Regions from separate parts of the Mus musculus genome. Here region 1 is linked to region 2. Evidence: chromatin contacts called from public HiChIP or PLAC-seq data. All regions are on one chromosome and are shown on one strand. Each heading gives the region's core, a stretch centred on a gene start, on an enhancer-like site or on the middle of the called end of the contact. The rest is flanking DNA. Distances are from core to core; before and after follow the strand shown. Region 1 has its middle 27 kb from the start of Pex10. Region 2 overlaps Ttc34 (tetratricopeptide repeat domain 34).

Region 1 (2,700 bases), core at 79-2,578, 180 kb before region 2:
CATGGGAAGGAAGGACTGGATTTTAGCTAGAACGAGAGAGACTGAGAGAGACTCACGCGGCAGCTAGTGTGTGCCATCAACTTACCTGAGGACTCCCTAAGGCCCAGCCTTTTAGTGTCCTTGTCCAGTGTAAGACAGCTGACCCCTCACACTCTTGGGACAGGAGAGGTTGGAGTTGGCCAATAGTGGCTGGACAGTGTGCGCCCGCCATTTGGAGCTCCAGGGGTTGGTTTGGTAGCTTTGACGCCCTGCAATTTTGCCCATCCAGGAGGCCGAGTAAGCCTGAGACGGAGGCAGGCCTGCTCTGTGTCACCCTCTGTAGGACTGGTACATTGCCATTAGGTAACAGCCGGGTGTGGGTCCAGAGAGTGTTTAGTAAGGGTGGGTTCTCCACTGGGGAACTAGGTAGGAATTCTCCTCCTTGCTGCTTAGGCTAGGCCTCTGGGTCCTGGGACTCCTGCAGGTCTTGCTCCTTACAAGTGAGAGAGGCCTCCTGCAGGCCCTCCCAGGGATAGGAAGCCCTGGTGCCTGGGGTTCTCAGCACCACCACCAGTAGTTCAGGTTACAATAATCCCCCACCCCACACTCGGCTTGCTGTAATCGGCAGCAGCCAGGTTCGACAATATGAGTTGTAATTGGATTTTAATTTTTAATGCCTGCAATAGATGAAGAGCTACGGGCCAATTTGTATAGACTCAGTTACTCTGCACCTAACAGGACTACTTCATTATCTGCCAAGCATTGCACCCGCCCTGCCTCCTGCTCCCGGGAGGGAGGGGTAGTGAGCCTGGTCCAGAGTTTGTGCCAGTAACCTGAAGGCTGCCTGCCACCTGCTGCAGTGGAGGAGCTGCAGAGGGAACGGGCCACCTCCCGTACCTCAGAGTGGGCTGGAGACCAGTGCTGCCTACCCCTCTTCCTGTACCACTGCAGCTCCCAGTGTAGCTTTCTGGGCTCTGTCTGCCCTTGGCTGCCGGGTTGTCCTCTAGGGCCCAGGCATCAATATGTCCAGCCAAAACTGCAGCTGCCATCTCTTGGCCAGGACTCTTGACCCCAAGATCTGTAGGCACAGGTGGCCGTGGAGCCTCTGGACTCCCTGGTCACCCTGAGCTGTGGATGGGGAAGGGAACCAGGATTGCATGCAGTAGGTCTCCCAGGTGCTAGAGATGGGGGAGCCACAGGGCAGAGGGCACATGGCCTCCACACAGACTGAGTCTTGAATAAGGAGCACAGCCCTTTTCCAGTGGTTCCTCCCACCTCCCCAGCTGGAGGGGTCCCAGGGCGAGGCGCTCATCTGCGACCGCCCTTTAGATTATTCTTAGGTCTGTTGTATAACAGGCAGCATCGCAGGCAGACGGAGGAAGGGCTCCTGGAGACGTCTCCAGTGGCAGCAGCTAGCCAGCCGGGAGTGAGCTTTTGTCCTTTCTGCCTGCCCAACACAAAGGGACAAAGGAGGCGTGTTCTACCACCCAGTCCTGCCAAGGGCTAGCCATGCTGGGCAGTGGGGAAGGATTCAGAGTTGTGGGGTTTCAGTGCCCCTTGGCCTCCCAGAGTTCTCTGGGTTGAGGGTGAACCTGACAAGGAGCTTTCCCAGACTCCTGCTTCTGTAGCCTTATGTGCAAATGTGTGTGTGTGTCTGCGTATATGCATGTGTGTGTGTCTGTGTGTGCATGTTCTGTGTGTGCATGTCTGTGTCTATGTGTGTGTGCATGTATCTGTCTGTCTGCCTCTGTATGCGTCTGTGTGTGTGTGTGTGTGTGTGTCTGTATGTGTGTGTCTGTCTATGTGTGTGTGTCTGTGTGTGGATGTCTATGTGTGTCTGTGTGTGTGCCTATACCCTCCTCCCAGGGCTGTGCTGAAGCGGGAGTCTGAGGACGGAGCAGCAGTGCCCACCGTGGCACAGAGCTTCCCACCCCTTGCTCTTGCTCCTCTCTTCCTTCCCCATCTGTTCTGTTCTCCTTGCAGCTTTCAAGCTCATTTCTGGGGTCTCCACCCCAACACATTGGAGCAGGCTCCCCACACCTGGTTTCTGAGCTCCTGCTGGGTATCAGCTCCCAGCGGGCAGGGCATGGCAGGAGGAGTCATGTCTTATGACAAATAAGAGGGACTTTGGAGAGACTGACCGGCTGATTAGACTATGGAGCAGATGCTTCATGCCATCAGAGACTGCTGGAAAGGCCCCCACAGATCCCAGTTCATCTGCGTCCTGTGGGCTTATGGCCTGTATTACCTCATCTTTCCTCTTTGCTAGATCCTCTGGGATGCATGCACATACATGGATACATACACATTCGTGAGTATGTGTATATAACCTACACACACATGCATAATCTACGCAGACCTACTTCCAAGGCAGAGGAACAGCCTTGTGAAGAAGTGAACTGGATGTTGTTGTTGTTTTGTTTTTAAAATCAAGACAGGGTATCATTCTGTAGCTCAGGCTGGCCTTGAACTCCAGTCTTCCTGCCTCAGCCTCCCAAGTGCAGGGATTTCAGGCATGTGCCACCACACATGCTGGCTCTAGCTGGCTGACATTCTTTTTTCTTTTCTTTTCTTTTCTTTTCTTTTCTTTTCTTTTCTTCTTCTTCTTTTTTTTTTTTTTGATTTACTTATTGTTATATGTAAGTACACTGTAGCTGTCTTCAGACACACCTGAAGAGGGCGTCAGATCTCGTTACAGATGGTTGTGAGCCATCATGTGGT
Region 2 (2,700 bases), core at 4-2,503:
GGGGGAGGGCTAGGCAGCTGGAGGTGCACACACCAGGCAGCAGTGTGTTACGTGTGTCTGGGAGGGGAGGGGAGGCAGCAATTGAAATCAAAGACCCTTCCTTGGAGCTGCCCACTGAGCCAGAGCTACACCTGTCCCCCCTTTAAGACAAAGAGTTGTGGAGACAAGGTGTCACAAATGCATTTAGCAACAAAGAGAAACTTAAAACTCATTATCTACTGCAGGTGGGACGAGCTTCAGCTTCAGCAAAAACTCTGCATTTTGAGACATTATGCACAAAAAGAAACAACCAGAACTATATACGGCAGGGAACTAATGTTCAAGGATTTTGTTTTTTTCCATTTAAAAAGGAAAAAGTGTGTGTGGTAGTGGTGGGGAGAGGGCAGAGAGGCGCCTCAGTGGTTAAAAGCACTTTCCCAGAAGACTGGGGTTCGATTCCCAGCATCCACCTGGTGACCGCAATTGTAATTCCCAAGAGCTGACGCCCTCTTCTGGCTTTTGCTGGCACTGCACACACGTGATACACATACAGTCCAGCAAATAAAAAAATTAAAAAAATAAAACAAGAAAATTATTTTAAACATTGTGTGTGAGAGCATGTGTGAGTATGTACGTATATGAGGGCAAGTGCCCTTGAAGGCCAGAGGCATGGAATTCCTCTGAAGCTGGAGTTATAGGCTGAGGTGAGCTACCTAAGGCAGGCTGCTGGAAACTAGGCTATCAGCACTCACGCTTAACTGTTAAGCCATTTCTCCTGCTCCCTGCCCCTTTCGATTTTGACTTTCTGGTTTGTTTGCATTTTGTGTTTTTGAGACAAAGTCTCACTCTGTATGTAGCCCAGGTTGGCCTGCAATTCACTGTGGAGCTCAGGCTGTCCTCCTGTACCAATCTCCCAAGTGCTGGTATTGCAGGTGTGAGCCAACACCTCCAGCTTGTTCCTAACTTTAAGCGGAGAACGCCCGCAGGGCACTACTTTCTGAGACCGGGGATCCTGAGATCTCAGCCCTGGATCCAGATCCCGAACTTGGCATAGGGAAGCCATCTAGCGGATCCCAGCGCAAATATCAGACTTTCCTTGCTAGCTTCCCCACCTCCGGCGCGGCGCAGGTTCTCACCCCTCCTGCGCCTGCGCAGCCTTCCCCGCGTAGCTCGGCGAGCGCAGCAGCATCTTGCGGCCCTCCTCCCGCAGCACGGTCAGCAGCAGCCCTCGCTGGTTCCAGGGCACGTAGGCCTTGGCGATCAGCAGCGCCTCCTCTGGTCGCAGCCGGCAGGCGGTGACATAGTCCAGCGCGCCCAGGAAGGCGCTACCCGCCAGCACGCGTAGCAGCCCTCGGCCGCACAGCGCGCGCACGCAGCCTCCCGCGTGTGGCGCCGCGCGCTCCACCACGGCCTGGAAGTCCTCGCGCGCGCGCCGCGCATCGCCCGCGTGCAGCGCGCAGAAGCCGCGCAGCGCTAGCAGCGGCGCGTGCTCTCCGGTGCGGTCCCCCGCGCGCTCCCCCGGACGCCTGGGACGGAGGAGGCGCTCACACTGCGCGCGAGCCCCCGCCACGTCCCCGGCCAGCAGCAGGCACTCGGCCAGGCGGATGCCCAGCGCTGGTCGCCGTCGGGCAGGTGCCACGCGAAGCAGGACGCGGAGCGCGCGCGTCACGGGAACCAAGAGCTCGCGGTCCGCATCCCGGCGCAGCTCGCGGCTTCGCACAGCCTCCAGGAAGCGGGCAAAGCCCAGGCCCGCGGCCTCCTGCGCCTGTGCCTGCAGGCGTTCGCGGTCCTCCGCGGACAGCAGGGCCTGGAACTGCTTCCGTGCGCCGGCGGGGCTCTCGCAGAAGGCCTCCTGTAGGTCCCGCAGCATGTCCCCAGCTGGTCCATCCTGGAAGAAGGTGGCGGCCGCTCGGGTGATCAGCAGGGCCGCCAGGTGCTCACCTAGGGACAGAAACAGGTGTGAGCCTGACTTCCTACAGCTCGCTATGTCAGCTCAGGGCATCTCCCCAAAGTCTGCTAGAATCCAGGGCTCCAGAGAACCACAAGGATGACTCCGAGCCCATGGGCACCCAGAGAGTGATGCTACAGGACTTGTGCCAGCACCACAGCCAGCAGCTCCCGGTGCCACCCAGCATTGCTCCCTCAGAGTGACTCTTGTAGGCATCACCTCTCAGCTCAAATGGAAGTTTATTTCTATTCCTTTCTGCCCTGACTTTTAGTGATGGGCTTTAGTTTCCTTTTCAGGGATGTAGCCCCACCCAGCCCATTCTGTGAAGCTGGGGTTCCGACTCTGACTTTTAAGGGTCACCATTCCTGGACGTTTTTGCTGTTTTGCCTTCTTGGAACTCAGCACTTGTCTGTAGGAAACAGAGACAGTTAGAGGGTCCAGAAAGGAGGCGCTTCAGTTATCTGAAGTCCTTACCCGAAGAGTGGGTGGACTAGGTGTCTGCCCCCTCCACATTGTTAAGTGGAGAGTTACAGTTATGGACACTCCCCAGGGTCTGAGGATGGGTGTGGGGAGCACACTGCCACATCCCCGAGGCCAGCGCATCAACAAGTAACCGGTTTGCACAGACTGGTTGAGAAACCCACCACCACCAGTGTTCCCTGCCCAGTCCTGGTGGCAGAAGCCAAGGGTGGACACAAAACGTGAACCAAAGGTCTGCCCCGGAAGCAGCAGAGGCCCCCAGCAACTGCTGACGTCACACCCATGTCTCTGTT

Evidence for each region. HiChIP or PLAC-seq counts read pairs in DNA pulled down with a chosen protein or histone mark.
Region 1: an H3K4me3 HiChIP or PLAC-seq map of forebrain shows a contact between it and region 2, with 2.2 times the contacts expected there. The contact joins two enhancer-like sites. A contact is called at or near these places in 12 of 39 promoter capture datasets (the C10 cell line, the HPC-7 cell line, cranial neural crest and 9 more), 7 of 484 Hi-C or Micro-C datasets (the 3T3-L1 cell line, bone marrow-derived macrophages, cortical neurons and 3 more), 11 of 115 datasets of contacts at active chromatin or transcription factors (bone marrow-derived macrophages, craniofacial prominence, embryonic basal ganglia and 6 more) and 3 of 9 other capture datasets (adipose tissue, liver and pancreatic islet).

Annotation. Positions count from the first base shown.
Region 1 is chr4:155,039,064-155,041,763 of GRCm38.p6, reverse strand. It overlaps a transcript of Plch2 not described here. Among named protein-coding and RNA genes, the nearest start is that of Pex10, 27 kb to the left of the region's middle. Within about 2 kb of position 1,328, at least 28 of the 459 cell types and tissues checked have an H3K27ac peak or open chromatin away from gene starts, as enhancers often do. A contact at or near this core is called in cortical neurons and forebrain, where this site is marked.
Region 2 is chr4:154,854,859-154,857,558 of GRCm38.p6, reverse strand. Ttc34 (tetratricopeptide repeat domain 34) reads right to left here. Exons shown (of 9, transcript NM_172878.4): 3 at 1,116-1,920. Among named protein-coding and RNA genes, the nearest start is that of Mmel1, 13 kb to the left of the region's middle. Within about 2 kb of position 1,253, at least 95 of the 459 cell types and tissues checked have an H3K27ac peak or open chromatin away from gene starts, as enhancers often do. A contact at or near this core is called in cortical neurons and forebrain, where this site is marked.